2 separate regions of the Hordeum vulgare genome follow, and region 2 is linked to region 1. Evidence: chromatin contacts called from public Hi-C data. All regions are on one chromosome and are shown on one strand. Each heading gives the region's core, a stretch centred on a gene start, on an enhancer-like site or on the middle of the called end of the contact. The rest is flanking DNA. Distances are from core to core; before and after follow the strand shown. Region 1 holds the start of LOC123397385. Region 2 holds the start of LOC123399476 (phytosulfokine receptor 2-like).

Evidence for each region. A called contact is a pair of places that touch in the nucleus more often than the background predicts.
Region 2: a contact with region 1 is called in a Hi-C map of leaf, with 2.7 times the contacts expected there. The contact joins the promoter of LOC123399476 here to the promoter of LOC123397385 in region 1. A contact is called at or near these places in 2 of 6 Hi-C or Micro-C datasets (leaf and seedling).

Annotation. Positions count from the first base shown.
Region 1 is chr5H:575,412,693-575,417,672 of MorexV3_pseudomolecules_assembly, forward strand. It overlaps LOC123397385, which reads right to left and starts at 2,685. Exons shown (of 2, transcript XM_045091950.1): 1 at 2,576-2,685; 2 at 1-1,430. The coding sequence starts at 2,685. The coding sequence ends at 233.
Region 2 is chr5H:575,579,728-575,584,140 of MorexV3_pseudomolecules_assembly, forward strand. It overlaps LOC123399476 (phytosulfokine receptor 2-like), which reads left to right and starts at 2,171. Exons shown (of 1, transcript XM_045093888.1): 1 at 2,171-3,853. The coding sequence starts at 2,260. The coding sequence ends at 3,492.

The DNA.
Region 1 (4,980 bases), core at 1,435-3,934:
CACATGTGACCATTCTACTGCTGCATCTACAGGTACAACCGGATAACAAATGCAATGCCGATGTTCACCAGAATACAACCAGTAGTAACAGCAGCATGCCCATACAGATGATTAATTGTACTTGGACACAAAATATTGGTCCCAAAGTCAGAAAACCATTACAGCTACAGAACTAGTTGCGAAATAAGATAGAACGCCAGAGGCAGGTCTTGTGCAAGACTAGAAAGATGTACTAGCCAGAACCATAAACTAAACTGGGGAACACCCAGAGGCTACTTAGTAGACCACAGTCAGGAGGGGTGGAAATAGCATAGAAAATGAAGTTAACTACATTGTTTGGCACTGGCTGACCAAGCTCGACCGCAGTCCAAGTTTCACCAGGATCTTTAGATAGCTTCGCAAAATAAATGCAGTTACTCTTTCCTCCCCATCTTTCCGGGCTCATGCAACAAAATGTAGGATTCCTTCTATCGAGGCTGACAAACAGGGCATAATTTTCCAACTTGTCCAACTTAACCCACTTAGCTGGCTTGACAGAAAAGTTGAGGCGAAAGACCCTAAAGATTGCTGATTCACCAGAGTACGTTTGGTCAACCATGAGTAGCATGTCATCACAGGCCACCAACCATGAGTTTATAGGCGCAAACTCCTTTTTAATTTCTAATTCTTGCATGCTGAACTGAGGTGTCAAGTGTACAGTGTGGAGCCTTAGAGGATTTTCTACGACAATGATATCACCTTTGAAGAAGACAATCTGATAGATGAGTTCATAATCAAGAGTAAGGGTATGCTCTGACCAGGAGTGTGTTCCAACCTGCCACTCAAACATGGACTCTCTTGAGAAAAGGAGGAGGCGAGAGTTGGGTGAAATCAATGGGGCCGTAAGGATGCCTATGCCACAAAAGTACCCAAGATCATTGTTAGGTGGGAGTTTGGGGGGCATCACCTTGGTACCAGTGTACACATCGACAAGGAGGCAGTGCTCCTTGTGGGAGAAGATAAGATACCCATATGAGCAGCCCAAATAGTAAATTTTATTTGGACTATTTTTAGGCACTGAACACGCAAGGGATGAGTTTTTCTTGCTAGGATCACTGAGCTGCCATTTGCAATTAGATAAAAGGATGGGCTTGATACGGCCGCTATGTGGATGAACATAAGGACCATCTGGTTTGAAGTGAAGTGGCGGGAAACTGAATGTATACACAAAGGGAAGGGTAGAAACAGCAGTGCGCCAAGAGCGGCAGGTGCTAATGAAAGCAAGGAAGTCATGGAATGAGTCAAACAGAGCAATAATCCCGTGAAGCAGAATTTCAGGAAGCAGGCTGTCCAGCAGATCTCCACAAACATAAGGTCCAGACAAAGCCAACGTGGTCGAGGCTGAGGCAGAGCAGGTTTTCTTAGAGGGCCTCTCCACAGTGGTAACTTCTCTGGCACATATAAATTCAAGAACAATGCATCAATATAAAGATCTGAAACACACTATATTGAATAAATATTTCAGGAGTTAATACACTACAAGAAATGCAGTACGCTTTAACTGAACAATAAGGAAAACAAGAGTGACAACTGGGACATGCCAAACTTCAATCAGAAGAAGCTACTCCAGAACCACCTACGACTTTTTTTTCTGCGTTAGCATAACTATAATAGCTTCAGTGTGCCAGCCAGCGCTATGTACAATTTAATATCTGCAAATAATGACAAAGGGTGCGCGTTGTAGAGATCCTCAAACTTTAATAGCAATAGGTGATGATTTTGCTCGACGTAAAAACGCAACAGTATCCTCCCCTTATGCTAGAAAACTTTTATGTGATGATTTTCTCAACTCACTTGGTCGTCAAACTGAAGTGAGCATTGTTCATGGCAGAACCATGACCATGACTGCATGAGAAAGACCAAATGAACAAGAGACACAACCGCGCAATAAACTGAGAGACGCTCTTTGCTGATTCTGCTTTGGATCCAGCCCAAGCGCGCACCAAACTGAATCACATCAGGTGACCAATTTCCTCATACCTCCAAGGTTTACGTGGACAACTTTGATTAGAAATTTTAGTTCATTCCTTTTCAATAATAAGCCACAATAAAAGGATCCATCAAATCGCATTGGACATTGAGTTACAGGAAATCACTGAAACAAGCGATCACAATTCATGGCAGCAACATGACCACCACCAAACAAAAAGTTACCAAAATCAAAATTGTAATACTCGTCTACATTGAAATTAAGGAAAACTGAAACCATTTCCCTCATAAGAGAAAATGGAGTCATCAACAACCGAACCGAGTGCCACACCTTGTAGACAGTGGTGTAGATCCAAATTTAGGGGAGACTAGTGACAGTGAGTCAATTATAGCACCACTAATTCACAAAAATACCCTAAATATCACCCTGCCAAATCATCAATATGTTCCTACAAATTCGCCAAAATGCTCGAAATTTTACTATGGATTCACTAGGGCGAGATTGCTGACTCTCCCGATTCTAGGCTCGCATCTGCTTAAAACCTAACGAAAACGAAGATGTGGAAGATAAAAAGAGAGATGAGCAAGGTTAGGGTCGGGAGTAGACCTGGAGCTGAGAGCTGCATCCTCCTCCTCCTCCGGCGGAGGCGGCGGCGGCGGCTCGGCACTCTGCGGCGGCAGCCGCGCTCTTCCGCGGCGGCGGCGGCTTCCGACCATGGGGCGCACGACTACCACTCACTTGTTAGATATAATCTTGATGTTTTATGTATCTGCATGTTTATTTTCTGCATGAGTTAGAGTCACATAGGGCCAATGCATATTAGGTGGTTCGGTTGGCATGTATTGAGGAGTTGCCCAAGTACCGCGTGAGGCGGACGACGATGCCGTGTGTGATGCACGGTGCTGCATGCAAGCTGGGCAAAGCGTTGGTCTGCATAGATGTTTGAACCGAGTGATTCGGTCAAGTAAGTTAGTACGTGAAAATAGCAAGTGGAGTTTGCATGTAGCTAAATTAGTGGAGCGGCTGCACACGCTCAGGACGTGGGCAGTTAGTTAGCTCATGGCTGATCGTGGCCGTTGTGTGCGTGTGTCATATAAGTTGTTATCTTGTTTGCTTTGGAAAGAAGAGAAAATATAGAGAGGAGAAAAGCTGTGAGCTGTGTGAGGCAGCACGAATCAAATTTCTTGTGTTCTTGTGTGTGTTGTGTGAAACAACCAAGAGAGAAGAGGTGAGCTGAGAGAATTAGGTCCAACATCACTATGCGACTGTGAATCCGTTTGATGGATCGACGGCCCACATAGCCACCTTCTTAAAAGTTCGTCTTTGCGATAGCACATTGGGCCGTAAAGAAAATGGGCTGTCACCTCCTTGTGTGGCTGCACCAGACCAAGAGAGGTTTACCTATAAGGCCCGCATCGCCTGAATCCTATTTGGCGCCCTTAGAACATCAGAAATGATAAGTGCCTCCCCTCCAAAAAAAAAAGATAATTGCCTGATGTCAGGTACGATCACATGGCAAATCGAACATTTTCAATGCCAATTATATTGCCGCAGGGTTGGAAAATTAGTTGACACACACAGTAATTTCTATCAAAAATATACTGAAGGACGAAGTTGCCATGCTTGCCAACTAAAACTGACATCCTCGCTTAAATATGTCATCGAAAATGTTTGATTTGTCATGTGCTTCTATCCGACGTCCATGCGTTATTAGGTTCCTAGAGCATCTCCATTAGTTGTCCTATAATATGGCTTTAACCACGTTTTATGCCATTTAAGGCAAAAAAAAGGTCTCTCTAACAATTGACCTACCATATGTACAATATTGATGCTACAGTGTCGTGCTGTTGAGAATTCTTCTTTGTTGGTTGATGAGAGGATATGCAGGACTCATGTGTATTTATAGGATGATTTTCACCGATTGGCCTGAGAAATCATTAACTCGGTCAAAATCAAGAAACAATTCAAAATTGAAAACCTCAATCAAAATAATTGACCTAGTCAAAATTGTGAACCATATAAGAAGTTGAGCACCTCAACTGAATAAAAACTTTGAACCAAATTTGAAATAATCTCTATCAAATTCGTTGACACGGTCAAATTCATGAATCAAATCCAAAATTGAACACCTCAACTGAGAGAAGTCTAAAATTAGGGAGCACAATGTATTTAGTAGAAAGGTTGGGTGCATTTTGCTGCCTTGTTGGTGTTGTTGGTTTCTTAAAAAAATACTTACTCTGTTTCAAAAATATAAGTTGTATTACTTTAAAAATATTTAAATCAAATTTATAGAGAAATATATCAAAATTCATAATATCAAATCAGTATGATTAGGTTCATCATGAAATGATTTTTCATACTATTTTTATTTAATATTGTGGATGTCAATATGTTTTTGCTTTGAACTTGAAGTTAAAGAAATTTGTCTTTTCAAAAAACTAATAGTCCTTATATTTGCGAACTGATGGAATATATAGTTTGACTGGTTGGGAAGACGATGGAGTGTGTTTTATTTTTATTTATGGTTTGACTGGTTGTTATATATGGATTCTACACATCTTGTCAAGATTATAATGAGTGATCCACATTTTTGGTTCCATTTTTTAGTGGTGGAACAAAACTGTTTTGCTACCTAGGTTTATGATTCAGCCTCAAGATGTACTGTAGATAATAAACTGGATCACAGTACATTGCGCTTCTATGATTTCATACCACTGCATGGTAAATACTTCCTCCATTCTTAAATATAAGTCTTTTTACAGGTTTTACTGGAAGACTACATACGAATGCATATAGACATAGTTTAAAGCATAGATACACTCATTTTGCTTTGTATGTAGTCTTCTAGTGAAATCTTTAAAAAAAACTTATGTCTATGAACAGAGGGAGTACATTCCTACACGTTGTACATGGACAATACATAAGGCACACATTTAATAAAGAAGGCCCATGTAAGTGGGAAGAACAAGAAGCCATTTGCAGAGCGAGTTCCACATTACACAGACCAGCTT
Region 2 (4,413 bases), core at 921-3,420, 170 kb after region 1:
TTGTAGGTTGGAGTGGTTATCACACAGACAAACATCGACGACAAATCACATCAGCACGGACCGCCATCTCGCAGGAGATACATCGTCCTAGATTAGTTGGCCAAGGGGCCGACATATAGATGGATAAAAAGCAAGGCTGATCAGTTCATGGCGCCGAAGCTCGGCTGGCCGCAACACCCACCCAAGATCCATCTGGGGCGGATAGGAGGCCGGGTTCTGGCAGGGATGGTGAGGCGATCCTGACTGGCCACGCAACAGGCGCACACATCGATCCTCGGACCGCCATGGATTGAGCCCGAGTCCTAGACAGCCCACTGGATCGAGGACTTGCTAGCCTCGAGCCATTATGGCTCCGGGACATTGGATCTGAGGGAGGGGCTCAAGATGAGATATCATATAACAAAAAATTGCAAAATGAGCTCAAGATCCATGGAGCCTTTTATTTGAAAAGTTCAAAATTCAAATTATTGGGTTTCAAAATTTTCAAAAAATACACACATGCATACTGATGTATACTATTCCCTCCGTTACTAAATATAAGTCTTTTTAAATATTTCATTTAAAGACTACATATAAATGTATATAGACATATTTTATAATATATATTCACTTATTTTGTTTTGTATGTATTTCACTAATGAAATTTTTAAAAAGATTTGTATTTAGGAACGGAAGGAGTATTTGTTCGCAAAGTTTAAAGGTGAAATACCTTTTCGTGTGAGCTACACAAAAATAACAAATCATGTTTTTCTAGCACATGTAGTTTCTTTTGCGGGGCTAATACATGTACGATTCTTATCTTATCTTAGCCCTACTAATAAAGCACGAAACATTTCTGCCTGTCTGTCATGCATTTTATAAAAAAAATACCCGAGTTTCTCTTTAAACAATCCCTAGTCCAGCATTAAGTGTCTATGGGCTTCGGCCCAACTGCAGCATTATCTCCGCAGTTCAGTGCTGGTTGTTGTTTTTTGAGATAGCTTACCAGGCTTGCTGCCTGGTAGCTCAGTGTAATAGACCTATTTTCAGCCCGTTTAGGTCTTTGACTTTTATTATTTACAAATAATATATTAAGCAGGATCACGCTATAACTTTAGAGCTGTAACTCGGATTAAAATTATTTGTATATGTAATTTTATTAGAAAAATGCATAGTTTCCAATCGTGCTATTACTTGCTCTTGTGAGCCACTTTAAAATTCTGTTTTGGGCATAACCTTAACTAACCTAATTAATTGCTATGGTATATTTTGGAAAATGCTAACACACAACATATCAATTATATATATGGAGTATGTTAGGAGGCTCAATATATATATGGATCAGAGGGAGTATCAAGGATAAGTTTTAATGGACATATAGGAGTAATAAAGAAAGGAGAGAATAAAGGGCGTGAGACAATTTTTTTATTAATATTCAAGCGTACACAGAGATGCCCTAAAACACATTTAATAGAATCCTTTTATTGAGAATTTTCTCATGACTTGGTGCAAATTTCAAACATTGTTTCAACTTACAAGTATTGCTTTGGTACATTTTTTTTTGGAAATTATACTCTTTAACATCAGACTAGTCATACAAAAACCATACCAAAAGTATTGTATCCATGCTTCTTAATGTACTACTGATATTAATTTCTACTAGAACTTAGTGTTCACCTCTCTATCGTGACCGGGCACAACTCGGATGTTGTTGGGCCGTGCTGGCGGGAAGTGGATGTCAATTATCTCTCCCGTTGTACACATCGATAAGTACTTGTGTATCATTATTATTCTTTTTTGAAAATTTCGGGCTCCATGAAGCCCGAGAGCAAAAAAAATCCCAGATAGTCTTTTTTTCTGGCGATGAAAGAGTATATTACTCAGCACAAATGATGGACTAGGACCAATCTAGTCTATGACAACGGAACGGGACCAGCTGGGTTGTTGAGGAGCAGGAGTTGCCGTCTTGAGTACATGCCTGCATACCACCCACAAATTTCTGTCGACATACAGCACCATGGATGAAAATCGACAGCGGTGGGCACGGACTGGTCCTTGCAACGCATGGCCACCCATGAATTCAGTCGACTGACAGCACCGTGCATGAAAGTCAAGTTTGAACCACTTGCAACGCATGCTTCCTTCCACGCGTGTATATAAGATACAATGCACCACCCAAGCAGTTTGTGCCAAGCAAGAGCTAGCGCTTGCGAATCCCATGCATCCCAGAATGGTTTCTTGTTGAGTTCTCGCGTTTGTGCACACATAGCTGCTGATTCCATGGCGAAATGCTGGCTGCTGCTGCTCTGCTTGGCGTTTCTCTTGCCAGCGGCGTGCGCGACCTGCCACCCCGACGACCTACGCGCGCTGCGGGGCTTGGCCCGGAACCTCAGAGGCGGTGGTGCCGTCCACCTCCGCACGGTGTGGTCTGGCGCCTCGTGCTGCGATTGGGAAGGTGTGGGCTGCCATGGCGCCAACGGCCGCGTCACCGTGCTGCGGCTCCCCGGCCATGGCCTCGCAGGGTCCATCCCAGGAGCCTCTCTCGCAGGCCTGGCGCGCTTGGAGGAGCTCTTCCTCAGCTCCAACTCTTTCGCCGGCACCCTTCCCGATGCGCTCTTCGGCCTCGTTGGGCTGCGGAAGCTCTCCCTCGCATCCAACAACCTCGTAGGTCAGCTGAGCTCGCGCCTCAGCGACCTCAAAAACCTCACCTTGTTGGATTTGTCCATCAACCGCTTCTCCGGCCAACTCCCAGACAACGTGTTCCACAACCTCAAGTCGATGGAGCATTTGGCTGCACACTCCAATGGCTTCTCAGGATTGCTGCCACCGTCCTTGTCATCCTTGTCATCTCTTCGTGAGCTCAATCTCTGCAATAACTCTTTGTCTGGTCCGATTGCTCGTGTCAACTTCTCCGGCATGCCACTTCTTTCTTCGGTTGACTTCACTTCAAACTACCTGAGTGGGTCGCTTCCACTTAGCCTCGCGGATTGTGGTGATCTCAAGTCACTCAGCCTTGCCAACAACAGATTGGTCGGCACCATCCCGTCGTGGATTGGTGAGCTTGACCACCTTCGCTTATTGGATCTCTCAAATAATTCATTGGTTGGCAAGGTACCTAAGCGTTTGACACGTCTCAAGGGCCTCGTCGCCACTGTGGGGCACTCACCGGGTATGGTTTCCACCAACATGCCATTGTATGTGAAGGGTAATAGACGCATACTCGGCCAACAACCAAATGTCATATCTGGGAGCCGCAACACTATCAGATCTGGAAGCAACAATGTTGTATCCGGGAATGACAACACAATTCTATCTGGGAACGACAATGTCGTAACTGGGAGCAACAATGCCGTATCTGGTAGCGGCAATGTCGTAACTGAGAGAAACCATGTTGTGTATGGGAGCAACAATGTTGTATCCGGGAGAAACAATGTTGTGACAGGGAGCAACAATGTTGTATCAGGGGGCAACCATGTCGTATCTGGGAACAACAAAGTAGTAACTGGAGGATAGTGATATGTGAGTGGATTGATTCCCTCTTCCCCCGAGGAGCTCATGTCCTTGTCCAAGTTCAATGTAGTTTACAATCGCTTGATGAGCCCAATCGCGTATTTGTAACTTCATGGGTATAGTATCCTTTTACTACTTAAATATCCACAAAACGTTTTACATACACGCTGAACTAAACAGCGACTAGTTTGAAGCCGATGTTGATCAAGCGTGTTTGCTTATGTGCAAATTCTCATCATGGATGTCTAGACGTGGTGATTATTGCATCTCTTGTATTCCATGTGATGTGTGATGCTTTCTTATATGTGATGATTGTGCTATGGATCATATGGTGAATTATAGTACCTTCTTATCTATATATTTCGCTTGTGCAAGTGTCAATGCTAATTACATGCATCAATGTGAAATGTTTGGATGAGGGAGATGGAACAAAGAGCAGTGATAAATGTTGCTGGCATCAGATCACTTTTGTAGTGCTAAACTGTTGTCTACCCATCCACATGACACTATGGCCCTGTTCGGCAGCTCTCCGCTCGTGGAGTGGCTGGAGCGGAGCGGGCGACACAACGTATTTTTTGAGAGTTGTAAAAGTGCCGCTCCGTCTACTCCTGTATTTTACGGAGCTGGAGGGTTTACCGAACGCGGCCTAGGTTTGAGGCTCCACGATTTCTTTTTCCCGTTGTAATTTTGTTGAAGTAGTGTGGCAGTCGACACAATTGCAGACGGGAGTCTCGCGGAACCACATATGTAAATGGTGATGCAATACGGATCCTTGGCCAGGTTCATATAATTCTATGAACATTTCCCAAAGACACAAGAAGGATTGCCAAAATTACCAGAGACATGATGATGGCAAAGATCTTGCAATCCATGGTAGCCCGGGGTAGCTGGATATTTGAGGTTAATCTAACTATCTGGGGCATA